2 separate regions of the Sus scrofa genome follow, and region 1 is linked to region 2. The links are chromatin contacts, called in public promoter capture Hi-C maps. All regions are on one chromosome and are shown on one strand. The core of a region is the stretch at or near the end of the contact, and the rest is flanking DNA. Distances in the headings are between cores, read along the strand shown.

Region 1 (6,840 bases), core at 1,280-3,779, 250 kb after region 2:
CTACAAAGTGCTGGATAAGTATGCGATACGTCAACCTGTTTGTAGTTGACCGTTGCCTTCTTCTGAACTAGGATTTACCTCCAGGGACTAGTGTAGTTGTGCAGGTGTGCAAACACATTGCCTTCTTTGAAGTTAGTTTCCACCCTGTGTCAACTTATAAATTTACAATATGCAGTCTTTTAAGAAAACAATCTTGGAATTCCTGTTGTAGTTCAGCATTAATGAATCCAACTAAGATCCATGAGGACACACATTCGATCCCTGGCCCCACTCAGTGGGTTAAGGATCCAGGGTTGCTGTGAGATGTGCTGTAGGTCAAAGATAGGGCTCGGATCTGATGTTGCTGTGGTGTAGGCTGACAGCTGCAGCAGCTCCAATTTGACCCCTAGCCTGGGAACTTCCATATGCCATGGATGTGGTCCTAAAAAGAAGGTGGGGGGTGGGGGGGTAGGCATGGGGAAGAATACCAATCTTACCTCCATTGCCATGTCTGGGTCCTTCGGAGACTTGATAACTCTAGGATTTAAAGGGAAAGGGTCCATAGGGGCGTCTATCTGTTGCATCTGGAAATCACCATGTCCAATAATATGCAGCAAGCTATTTACATTCAGAGCCTGTCCACGAACATAGCCTGAGATTTTCAAGGTGCCCACCAAGTTATTCTCTTCACTAGGCACAAAGTCAGCAGCATGAGCAAATAGGTAAGCTCGCCGATCTCGAAAGGCAAGATGCCGTTGCTTCTGGTTGGCCAACTGCCTGAGCAGCATCCCTGCTTCCTGCTGAGTATCTAACAGGAGGAGTTTGTCATCAGGAAAGCGTTTCTCCACTGCTTTACTTAACTTCTTTCTGGCATCTGTTTGTTTCTTTGGCGGGAGGCCAGAAACTCCCTGGACGGCCAATGCTGTGAGTGAAAGAAAAAGGGCTTTGTGACCTGTTGCTTCACTATATCAAAATCCCCCCTTCAGTTCACAAACATGCCAACTTATGAGCCATAGATAACTGAGTAACCCCACACTCAGCTACCCTAAAAAATTTTCACAGTAAAACCAAACTTCCTATTCTTCTTCCTCTAGGCAAAGGGCAGTCCAGAAATAAAAAAGCAACTTGATTTAGATTAAAAAAAAAACAACAACAACAAAACAAAACCTGCAAATAATGGACCAAATTTAGGCCATACATGTACAACACACAATCAGCTGAATACAACCTCCCAATTGTATCAAGCATCAGGCAAATGAAAGGTGCACAATAAGTGTTAATTAACTTCCTTCTTTGCCCTCCAATATTTTCAACTCACTTACTATAAGTTGGAAGGCCCTGAGCAAAGAGGCAGGAAAGGCAGTAATCCCCGGTGCTATCCCAGCCTTCCAGTGGATCAAGGAGGAACAGGATGGTATCAGCCACTTTAGCCATGTCTAACACAGTATGCAGGTCCCCTATAAAAAGAAGACAAAAATCGGTAAGAAATAGAAATTGACAACAGTACATTATACAAAAAAAATAGTACCAATGATACTCATAACAATACAAAATATTGTTGTATACTCTAACCTGGCCTTGCAGATGTGAAAAACCACCGATGTTTCAAGCGGGGACATAACAGCATAAAACTATGAGTGCTTCCCCATTCTTTCAAGTGTACTGTTCCAGTGTCCCTATCCTGAAGCAGGCGAAAGGCCTCTGGCAGGGAAACCCTGCTGTGCAGGGGCACCACCAGTACCTGATGAGGAGGGCCATCCTTGCTGCCAAGCTGTCTCTTTTCTGCCAAAACCTGAGGACAGAAAGGATCAAGAGAACATCTCTATGTTCCAGTATTGCATTTCCAACAATGGATGTCCACCCCTACCCTCCAACCAGTATCTCTTGTAAAACGTATCATGTATGCCAAGGGGGTGGGCAGGAACTAAAAACAAAGCAAAGAAAGCTCTAGCATGAGTCTGGGCCTGCATGCCTGACATGTGCTGTAGGGTTACTCTCCATCCCCCGCCCATTCCCAGGGTCACATTTTCTAGTTTTTTAGACATTATCCGCTCAGAAAGGTTGTGAAGCCACACTACTCCCCAATCCCCACTCCTCTCACCGCCTCCTTTTTCTGCTTTCGGAGCTGGCTGGCGCGATGCCTCTGGTCTACTCTGCTAAGATCTTTTCTCACCTTCTTGCTTAGAGTTTTCAGAGCTAGACGACCTAGAAGGATATTAGAAAGGACTCTTGGGCAAAGGTACTAGCAGAAGACCGGCTTCAGGCCGGAGATAGGAGGTAAATTCTGGGCATGGAGAGAAGTAGTTAATGTCGACCAAACAGCCCTTCTTCCTTCAACCCTATCTTCTCACCCTTGCCGTCCCGCTGCGCGGATCCACGACCACGATGCCGCCCGCCTTTGTGAGCTTTATTCTGCTGCTTGAGCGGGCCGGAGCGATGGGCCGCCATGCTGCCGCTCACATGTACCAAGTCAGCACTACTTCCGGAACAGGCCGAACGCTTCCGGCCCCCTCAGTGGGGGCGTGTCCTCCCCTGGCGGGGTGGGGCGCCACGCGTACTCTCGCGAGGATCTCTGCTACCCGGTAGTGAGAGCTTTGAGCTAGCGTCTCCGCAAAACCTGCACGTAAAGTTTCCCCTGTGGTAGTTTGCTGTTGGGTGCTTCAAAACGGCGGGTGTAGAGTCAAGGTTTGGGCTCTCGGTCTCCCTTGTATTTTCATTTTTTGCGCTGTTCTCTTAGGAAGATTCTCCATTCGTGCGTTAGAAGGCAAAGCCCCTCCTCTCAGCTTCGTTTAAGCCGCTCCTCAGTTTGCTGCAGCAGGTGTCCTTTATTACTTTAAGCAACGTTGCCTCGCCCTCCATTCCCAGGTGGGGCTGTTTAAATCTACAAGGCAAATGGTGTGGACGGCGCAGGTCTCACCTCCACAGGCTCCGTAAAAGCTCCTGTTCGTCTCGGTTACCCCAACCCGCACCCCCGCCTCCAACGTAGCTGCAAGAAGGGACAGGTGGGACGTGGCGACCCCTCGGGGGTAGGACGGCTGATTTTGATTCTCGTGCCCTCAGGGCTGACGAGCCTCTACAGGTTGGGGCGGCCGCGCTCCCGCTCATCTCCCCACAGGCTTTGCAGCTGAGGGCGCCCGGCTGGCAGGAGGGTTTGAAGAAACGCTAGCATTCCGCGGACTTTCTCCCAGCCATGGGACTAATGTCTTCCCCGTGGCCAGACTCGAGGCGCTGGGGGCCCCAGCCCTTCCCGTCGGGAAAACGAGCGGGTAGGAATCAGGGACATCTAGCTGGATGGGGGCTAGCTTCGGAGCGAAGGACTCTGCCCTCAGTCGCGGGGTCCCGGGCGCGCCCCGCCTCCTCGCCCCGCGCTGTGCTAGGCCAGCTGCTGGCCCTCACAATGCGGGTTCGCGCCCTCGGGGCTGGAGCAGCGCGCGTTGCCATGACAGCGGCTGGCGTGGCGCGCGCCCCGGCCTGCCGCCCGCAGGCGCGCACAGCCTCCCCCCGCCCGACCCCTCCCCCCCGCGTGGCTGAGCGCACCCCCCCACCCCGCCCCCGGCTGTGGGAAGGGGCCGGGCCAGCCTCCTGACGTCTGTGTGGGGCTCGGAAGATGGCTGCGGAGCCCAGCACCGGGCAGTGGCTGCGGCTGCAGCAGCGGGCGGGGAGCGCGGCGGGCGGGGGCTCCTCCTGGTGCGTGGGGCGCTGAGCTGAGAGGCGCGGAGGCGGCGAGGGCGCGTGAGGGGCTTCGGGGGCCGCCGGGCACCTCCTCCCAGTCAGCCGCCGCACGATGGGCAGCGCGGAGGACGCAGTCAAAGAGAAACTGCTGTGGAACGTGAAAAAGGAGGTAAAGTCAGGGCACCGACCCCCGGGTGCTCGCGTCCTTGCCCCCGCGGCCCGGGGGACTGACAGATCGGCGCCCATCTCCGGACGCTGGCCTCGGGCGGGGGCGGGGTCCTGGACTGGGGTCTCACGCACCACTCCGGGTCAGCGGGCAGCTCCCCTCGGTCCCCGGAGCTAGGCAGGCGCTCCTAGGCTTGTTTGCTCTGAGATCCCGCAGCTCCCCGCCCTGTGGCAACCGGCAGTGCTGGGAGAGCGAGACCGAGGTCGGGGGAGGGGTGCCGGCGATTTCTGGAGAACCTGAGGTGCCCATTCATTATCCGCGCCGAGTGGGGAGGGGGCGGGGCCCCGCGCGGGCCTCCACGGCGCTAAACTGGTGACTTGGGGGCTTAGCTCGGGTTTACCCTACACCCCATCTGGTTATTTTTCTGAGTCGCGACTGCAGGAAGGTTCGCCCGCACACCTTCACTGCTTCTCACTCCACGCCCACCTCCATACCCAGAGGCTAGGGGGTTTATTGAGTATGGTTAAAACTCAGGATTTTTTCCTCTTTTGAGGAGCCCCCTCGCCCTGTCAGAAAGAGAAAAAGCCTCTCTCTGTACTGTACTAATGTCCTTTACTTTGACCCTGCCCTAAAGCCCATTTCAATTTCATGGGGGAGGGGGAGATGTGCCCATGTGAATGACTCACCCACATCTGAGAGCTAGAGAGCTCAAACCTACAGAGTGGATTAGGAATGGATTAGGCCTCTGGATGGAGCCTTACACTCCTCCCACCTACCTCTCTGCCAGATGTGTAAACTCCACGAAAGCAGGAAACCCATCTTTTTTTGTCCAGAATTGTATCTATGCCCGGCATATTTTCTTTTTGGTAAATAAGTCTATTGATACTGGAGACTGCAAAGTCTGATAGGAATGCATAAACTTTGGAATAGCCTAGACCTACCTCTTTGTTACCTTAAATAAGTTACTTAACCTTTGAGTCTCATTTTCTTCATCTAAAATAGGAATGGTGGAGTTCCTGCTGCGGCACAGTGTGTTAAGAACCTGACTAATATCCATGAGGATGTGGGTTCAATCTCTGGCATTGATCAGTGTATTAAGGATCCAGGGCTGCCGCAAACTAGCACAAATCGAAGATGCAACTCAAATCCCACCTTGCTGTGGTGTAGGCCAGCAGCTGAAGCTCTGATTTGACCCCTAGCCCAGGAACTTCCATATGCTACAGGTGTGGCTGTAAAAAGACCAAAAAAAAAAAAAAAAAGGAATAGTGATATTTACTTCATACATCTTGGTTCCTTTACCTTTTCTTAGAGTTTCAGGACGGGAAAAGACTCTAGTTTATTATAAAATCCTAAAAAGCTCTAGATGGTTCTGCATTAGGGCTACTGTGCCTAACATTTGTTTCCTTTTGGCAAAGAGGTAGTTGAAACCATCACCTTTCCAACTTATTGTGGGAAACTTCATTGTGCTTTTGCTGCAGAGTGGCCATAAAGGGGGGGGGGGTTAAGGCCAGGAGTACATCAGCTAGCATTTAAGCCCCAAATTTGGTCTCCCCGAGGAAAAGAGAAATCTCAAGTCTCAGTGATTATCCTCAGGAAACTAGTGAGTGACAGAGACTTATATGAACAGTATAAAAAGAACAAAAAATGAAGCCATACCCAATCTATGGGCAGATGGGCTAGGATTGTTAGTGTGTTTTGAATTTGAGGAGGTTAGTCAGGAATGATGGGAAAGATTTTGGGGGAGATGGTATTTAGAAAGCTATCTGTACTACTTCAGGAATTTTTTTTTTTTTTTTCTTTTTAGGGCCACATCTGTGGTATATGGAAGTTCCCAGGCTAGGAGCCAAATTGGAGCTGTAGTTGCTGGCCTATACCACAGCCACAGCAACGAAGAATCTCAGATGTGTCTCTGACTTATATCACAGCTCACAGCAATGCCAGATCCTTAACTCACTGTGAGGCCAGGGATCGAATCCGTATCCTCATGGCTCCTAGTTGGGTTGTTACCACTGAGCCATGATGGGAACTCCTCAAGAATGATTCTTAAGCAAATGTGAGAAATGTCCAGAATATGCCACAGCCATGTATATTACCTGACAAATGTTGACCACTCTGAACTGTTAGTTCCCTTCCCTTTTCAGCACTTGATTTTGAGAGAAACATATTCTCTTCTTCCACAAGTAGAGACAGTGGGGGTAATTGTAGGCAAGGCTGGCTTTTCACAAAGGATTGGTAGTATAATTTTAGGGGCATCTGTTAGGTCCTCCTAATCCAAAAATCTGCCCCAACAGCCTGCTTCAGATGCCTATGGGTCTTTGAGCTGTGTCATTGTGCTCTGTTTAATGCAAACACCTCTTGGGAAGTAATCTAGGAAGCTTTTAACAATTTAGAGTTGCAGGATCGATCTGATCCCGCTTTACCTAACTGCTAACCATGAGTGCTTTCCAGCAGGGAGGAGATTCCAGATCCATTCTTCCTCCTCCTCAGGTTTTAGACGCTCTACCACCCTCCAAACTGCACAGTCCACAGTGAGGGCCTTGGGAGAAAGGGTGCATCAGGACACAGGACACTGTCCAAAGAGTGGCAAAAAGACTAGCTCTGCCCAGAGCTTAATTGATCTGTAAGATTTTATACTGGGATTAAATTAAGCCATCCCTCTGATCATCAGTATTAGTATTTGTCTCCTGGCAGGATCCCCCAGGGCATCAAAAACTGCTAAGTACAGATGAGCCTCTGATCCCTATTCTCCACAGCAGGGCACTTCCCCTGGGTTGGAATATCTGCGCTGATTGGCTGGTGGGTTTGTGGCATCTTTTTTCCTGGCTGCCTTTCCAGTATGCATAGAACTATTTGTACTGAAGAAACAGCTCAGAGGAGATTCAGGTCCCTCCCATTGCTATCATCTACTCTACAAGTGTCTGAACCCAGATCAGGAATGCAGAATCAAGCTATTTACTTGCTCACAGGCCTCCAATCGATCAATCAGTCAATAACAATGCTGCCCATTTATCCACAGGTGAAGC
Region 2 (6,384 bases), core at 3,879-6,378:
CACCAGGGCGGCAGCTCTAGTCAGGCTGACGTCAGGACCGCGGGGTGGGGGTGGGGGTGGGGGGCGGCGGCGCGGGCAGGGGGCTGCGTGCTCGGCAGGGACTGGGCGCTGGCTCCTGGGGCTGTGCGATGTGCCTGTGGGCAGCCCGCCCCTCAGCAGCCCCTGGGGACAGGGGACGGGATGGCCCATTGTAGGTGCCGGCCTTGGATCAGCACCGCGGACAGCGGCGGCGCGGGTAGCAAGCGCGGGGCTGAGGGACCCTGGGGGACTGATGGGCCGGGGGCGCGGCTGGTGGCCGGGTCCGCGGTCCTGGGGCGGGGCCAGGCGTCGGTGGCCGTGACTGGAGACTGTTACTGAGGGCGGCCCGGGCAGTAAGCAGTCTAGAGCCAAGGTGCCGGCGCGCTGCCCGGGCGTGGTGGCTCCATCTCCCGCAGCTGGGGGCACCACTGCTCTTCCTCCCCCGCGTTTCCAGGCCTCTTTCCGCCCCAGAGCTCGCGGACAGGCACGCGGCTCTTGACGTCAAAACCCTGTGACGTCAAGGATGTCCCTGTGGAGAGGCACTTCCGGCGGCGGCGGGGGTGGGTGGATGGAGGTCGATGGGGGTGGGGCGGGGCTGTCCGGCCAAGACCCCGCCCCCGCCTGGTCCTGAGAGGACAGCTCCTAGCGCACAGAGGCGGGAAGTCGGGGGCGCAGAGGGACCAGCCCGACGGGGCGCGGCGGGGGCGCCCACGCTGAATGAGGGGAAGGGGGTCGGGAGAGAGCTGTGGCCGGGCAGGGGGCAGGTGGGCGTCTGTTCTTCGCCGGCGCCCTAGCTCAGCAGACCCGGGCCAGCGAGGCTGAGTCACCGCGCTGCGGGGTGGGGAGGAGGGGGCGCGTCTCCTGGAGCGCCAGCACCTTCGTCCCACTTTCCTGGGAGGATGGCGCAGGAGCTCCCAGGAAAAGCCGCGGGGTCTCTGAGGTCCGTCCTCTGTTCGATGCTCCTCCGAAGTGGCTGCGTCTCCATCTGGGCTCAGGCAGGTGCTGCTCAGGGTTCTGTGTACGCCTCTGGCTCTGGCTCCAGCAGCTGCTAAGGGACCCACGTCCCCTCCACCTTGTCCCCAACCCCACCCGTAGGGGCCCTCCAACCTTCAGCCTGCCGGTCTCCTCCTTGCCCTCCAGTCTATGTCCGTGCATCGGTCCATCTGTCGCCCGTCGGTCGATCAGTCCCACTTACCTGTCGGCTGTGTTGCGCCCGCGCCCGCTCGCCTCCCGCAGCCAGGCTGGCGCGGCGGCTTTTATAGGCGCGCGTAGTACTCGTGCGGCGGCTCATTCATGCGGCCGCGGCTCCTACACACTGACGCGTTGCCGACGTCAGCAGGGAATTTAGGAAACGGGAAGAGGGGCTATTTATAGTGGCGAGGCGGGGGGGTGGGGGTGGGGACCGAGGCGACGGTGAGCTGGGAGGGAGAGGAGGGAGCGCGGAAGCAGGAACCGGGTGGGGGAGCCCGCGCCCCCCGTAGCGGTCTATAAGGGGTTAACTTTCCGGAACTGCGGGCTGGGGGCCGGCGGGGGAACTCTGCGGGGAGGGGGGATTGTTTATTCGCTCTGGGACACTTGAGGGCGCAACCCCACCCCCGCCTGGCCTTCCAAGGTCCTCATCCAGTAGCCCCTATTCCCACTCCTCAGTTCCTGGACTCGACGGCCCTGTGACGTCACAAGATAACCCTCAGCGGCCTTATACGCCGCAAGCCCACTGCGGAGTGGTCATCGGGGAGGGGGGAGCAAGAGAGGAAACTGGACCTTCAGAGGGGCCTAGGGCAGCATTTAGTTCCTCAAAGTCGGGGACATGAGGAAGAGGAGCCCATGGGTCTGGAAGACTGTAGAAGGAGGCTGAACCTGGAAGGAAAGGCCCAGTGTGGGTCCAGGTACCAGAAAGGATCTGGAGACCCAAGGGAAGGCAGAAAAGTTGAGAGGGTGGCTTGGACTCCCCAGAAAAGAGCAAGCGGGTCCTCTGTGGGGGATTTGGGGAAAAGGTGGCAGGAGAAAGGGGAGACTGGAAGAGGAAGCCTCAGCAGGTGGAGGAGAGGAAAGCTGGTCCACAGGGCCAGTCTCAGAGCCTGGCGTGCAGCAAACTGCGTTTAGGATCCATTTGTGGACTGATAGACAGTGGCAGAACTCATATGGGGGTGATAATGAGCAAGGAGACCAAGGGCTCAGCAGCTTAGCAGAGAAGAGTCTCCAGGGGGTACCAGGGCAGAGACCACTTGCCGGAGGAGTTCCTGAAGGTTAGAGTTCCCGTCGTGGCTCAGCAGTTAACGAACACGACTAGCATCCATGAGGACTCAGGTTCAATCCCTGGCCTTGCTCAGTGGGTTAAGGATCATGCGTTGCTGTGAGCTGTGGTGTAGGCTGCAAACACGGCTTGGGTACTGAGTTTCTGTGACTGTGGTGTAGGCCAGCAGTTACAGTTGTGATTTGACCCTTAGCTTGGGAACCTCCATATGCCACGGGTGAGACCCTAAAAAGACCAAAAAAAAAAAAAAAAAAGTTCCCAGAGGTCAGAATTGGCAGCAAGAGCCCATGCCGTGGGGGGGGCGGGCATCGTTCTGGACAAGAGCCAGGGAAAAGAATGATCCTGGCCCAGCCTAGCTCCATCAATTGAGCAATTGAAGAAAGTTTTAAACGGGGAAGGGGAGTGCGTTCAGAGAAAGGAGCTAGATCAGGGTGGGGGGTGGGTGGGAAGGGTCCAACACCAGGCCAGGGCAGTGGCAATAGGGAGGGAAGGAAAGGTCAAGAAGTGTGAAGTCCACAGGAGGGCAGCTAGGCTGGGGCAGTTCTGATGTAAAGACAGCTTGAGGGGAGGGGCTGGGGCAGTGAATTAACCCGGGGAATAGGAATCTGGGAACTGTTGAAGAAAATAGCTTTGGGCACAGGGGACCCTGGGGTGGGGCCTCAGTGGACAGACTCCACTAAACAAGAGAGGGGGTTGAGTGGACCCTCGCAGGGCTAGGATCTGGCCCCATCAGGGAGATAAAAGATTACAGCAGAAATGGGATCAAAGAGGTCCTGCATACCCTTTGGGGTCTAGCCTCCTAGAATTCCATTTTTCACTTCCATCCTTTGTCCAGCTGCTTCTCTTCTCCAGTAATGCCTTCCTGCTGGGGAGAGAACTTCTATTCATCCACAGAAGCCCAGATCTAAGAGCACTTCTCAGGCACCTTCCTGCCTCCCAGCAGTTCTCCATACACTTTCCACCTCAGTGCATAGCACATCCCTCCGGCAAAATGTCTAGGTCCGGAGTTCCCATTGTGGCTCATCCGAAACGAATTTGACTAGTATCCTTGAGGACGCAGGTTCCATCCCTGGCCTCACTCAGTGGGTTAAGGATCTGGTGTTGCTGTGAGCTGTGGTGTAGGCTGGCAGCTACCGCTCCAGTTGGAACCCTAGCCTGGGAAGCTCCGTATGCCGCGGGTGGGGCCCTAAAAAGACAAAAAAAAAAAAGAGAGAGATGTCGAGGTCCATCTCCCGTAGAAGCTGACAGCTCCGGAGCCCATTTTCATTCCTGGAAACTCATACTTCCTTAGGACCCCGGAGCAGGGTTGTGGGGGAGTCGGAGCAGAGGACTGGGATAAGATAGACCCAGAACAAGGAGTGGAAACAGGGTGAGGGCAGACTCAGGAAGCAGTGGGGGTCAAAATAACCTTTGGGGACCAGGAGCCGCCGCCTGGTCCCAAGGCCATGTAGTTGCCTGTATAGGAAAGGGAGCCTCTGGGGGGCGCCCGAGACCTTGGTGTCTGTCTGGGACTGCGAGCGACCGCGCGGGCGGCTCTTCAATGAATGACTCAGCCACTACCTCTGGCGGGGGCGTGGGGGCGGAGGGCAGCGCGGGGGTGCGGCGAGCGCCGTCCCCACCGCCCAGCGGTCCTGCACGGTTGCTAAGCTCTCCAAGGCCTCGGAGAGACGCGATCTGGGCGAACCTCATCGGTTACTATGGTAACTCTGCGCCCCATCTTCTCGTGCGCCGCGGCTGAGGGAGGCACAGCCAATCAAAAGCTGCAGGCTTTCTCGGAACCCACTCCCACCCTCCACGTGTGGGCGGGGGTCAGGAGGTGCGGGGAGGAGGCGGAGCGTGGGTTGAGGAGATCCACTCAGCCACGCAGGCGTTGGCTTCAGGCCTGGCGTGATGGCGGGGCGGCGCGGTACACTTCCGGAGTAGCTGTGCCACTGCCCGCTCACCAGTGCAGGGGTCCCCTCCCTCCTAGAAGGGGCGTCACCTGCAGGAAATGGGCCTTCACTTGGGGGTGCAGGACCCTGCGGGGGATCCTGGGCTCCAGGCCCTGCTGTAAGACCGTTGCGCGTACCTCAAAAATGGCTCGCACAGGGTATCTGGGAGCTTAGGTCTCTTCTGCGGGACCACCCAAGAGGCTCTGTCCAGCCGTTCCCCTGTCACACATCCTGGGGTCCCTCCAGAGATATGCAAGTTCAGCGTGCACTGTTTGGGTACCACTTCTGCCCAGGTCACAGAGGGCTCTACATGGCAGCCCCCTGAGTATGCCAGAAAGCCGGGACTTCGTAAGGGGGCAGGTGTGTATGCAAACATGAGCGCCTTCGAGTGTCAATGCCTAGAGAGGATCTGGGTGCAGATGGGTTTATTCTGTGCATACCATACCCACAGGGTTGAGTGAGGGAGGGTGTGTTGAGGGGGTGGGTGGGTACAAACGGACAGTCCCACCCAGGAATATCTAGGGGGTACCCTACTATCTTGTCTATCTTTTTCTTCCTTAGGATTTTCGGAACCTCTCTTACACCATCTACTTTCACCAGAGTCTCCTCCTTGTGGGCAAGACTTCTCTGAATTGGGGCAATTTGAGAATTTAGAAATATGTACATGGGATCATTCAGCTCAAAATCCCGAGGCTTGTGGGGCTCGCAGGTCCGAGGCTTGGGTCTCCAGATGGGCACATCTGGGAGGCTGAACCTGCGAACAGCCCCCCCCGCCCCCGCCTCCGCCAGCCCTGCATCTGCGATCCTCCAGCCCAGGTGCGCAGGAGGGAGGTCGCGGCTGTGCCGCGCCAAGTCTCGCCGCGAGGTGGCGCCATAGCTGCAGCGGCGCCTGCCGGCCCGGGCCGCTCCAGATAAGAGTGTGCGGAAAGAGCAGCGGGGCTGAGACGCGACCAGGACGCGGGGAGGACGGACCAGCAGGACAGACCGACCGGGGGCCCGGAGGGCGGAGGGCAGCGCAGCGCAGCCACGTCCCCCCTGGATCCGCCGGCAGCCGGGCCCGGGGCTTCCGACATGCCCCCCAGGTGGGTCCTCGGGCTGGGGACCGGGAGGGACAGGGGACCCGGACACGCCCGGTCCTCGCGCGCTGGCCGCCTCGGGCGCATCCTCCGGCGCGGGCGCCCCAACGCGGCTGGCGTTCAGGGCTCCGGGTGTCGCTCCTAGAGAACTCAGGACCGCCGGGACGCTACTCTGCGCCGGGTTCATGGCGGGGTCAGCGGCCCGGGCCCGGCTCTGCCCGCACATGGGTTGCAGAGGCGAGGGGAAGGGAAGGGGAGCTGGCGGGCGGGGCTGGCAGGGGCGCTGCCCTGGCACAGCGCGGCGCCTGGCAGCGGGGCGGGTGGGGCGCCGGCAAGGAGCTGCCACCGCCGCCGGGAGGGAAGCCCGGCTGGGCTGCGGCCTCAGGTAACGGGCCGCGAGGCCCTGCGGGCCAGGCGGGGAGAAGGGTCGGGCGGGCAGCGGACGGCCGGGGAGTTCTGGGCTCGGTTCAGGCCCGGCAGCGCCTGGCTCTGCCGAAATTGGGGGCCGAGAGGAAAAGCTGCGACCGAGGCACGGGGCCTGGCGCGCTCCTCCCGGCCAGCCCGAAGTTGGGAAACTTTTCCCCAAGTTTGGGGCGGCGGAGTTCCCGTGGAGAAGGGGCCGAGGGGAGCTGCGGAGGGAGGCGCCGGGCCGGCGAATGCAGAGAGGAGGCCGAGGCCAGGGCCGGGACGCGGGTGGGGCGCAGCCAGGGTCAGGGCCGCAGCCGGCTGTGCGCCGTGCCCGCCCGGGGCGCTGCCCCCTCCCTCCCCTGGGAGCTGCGTGGCTCCCCCCTCCCCCCACCTGCTTCCTGCCTCAGCCTCCTGCCCCGATATAACGCCCTCCCCGCGCCGGGCCGGCCTTCGTGCTCTGCCCGCCACGGCAGCCGCTGCCTCCGCTCCCCGCGCGCCGGCCGCCGCCCGGGGCCCAACGGAGAGGGCCTGACAGCCCCCGGCCAGGGCGGCGCCACGACGGGCACCGCGCTCCCCTCCTACGGACCACTTCCCCAACTGGGGCAACTTCTCCCGAGGCGGGAGGCGCTTTTTTACGCGGCTCCCTTATATCCCACTTGGGCAAACTTCTCGGCCTTGAATGACTTTTCCTGAAGCG

What was found. Promoter capture Hi-C pulls out the DNA fragments that hold promoters and counts their contacts.
Region 1: a contact with region 2 is called in a promoter capture Hi-C map of liver, with 4 times the contacts expected there. The contact joins the promoter of SGSM2 here to the promoter of HIC1 in region 2. A contact is called at or near these places in 4 of 5 promoter capture datasets (fetal liver, fetal skeletal muscle and liver) and 3 of 47 Hi-C or Micro-C datasets (embryonic fibroblasts, heart right ventricle and liver).

Annotation. Positions count from the first base shown.
Region 1 is chr12:48,414,245-48,421,084 of Sscrofa11.1, forward strand. SGSM2 (small G protein signaling modulator 2) reads left to right here and starts at 2,530. Exons shown (of 24, transcript XM_021067596.1): 1 at 2,530-2,664; 2 at 6,834-6,840. TSR1 (pre-rRNA-processing protein TSR1 homolog) reads right to left here and starts at 3,378. Exons shown (of 15, transcript XM_021067603.1): 1 at 2,331-3,378; 2 at 2,081-2,184; 3 at 1,552-1,771; 4 at 1,302-1,436; 5 at 477-901. The coding sequence starts at 2,427.
Region 2 is chr12:48,162,733-48,169,116 of Sscrofa11.1, forward strand. It overlaps HIC1 (hypermethylated in cancer 1 protein), which reads left to right and starts at 5,129. Exons shown (of 2, transcript XM_005669112.3): 1 at 5,129-5,285. MIR212 (microRNA 212) reads right to left here and starts at 403; the gene lies at 322-403.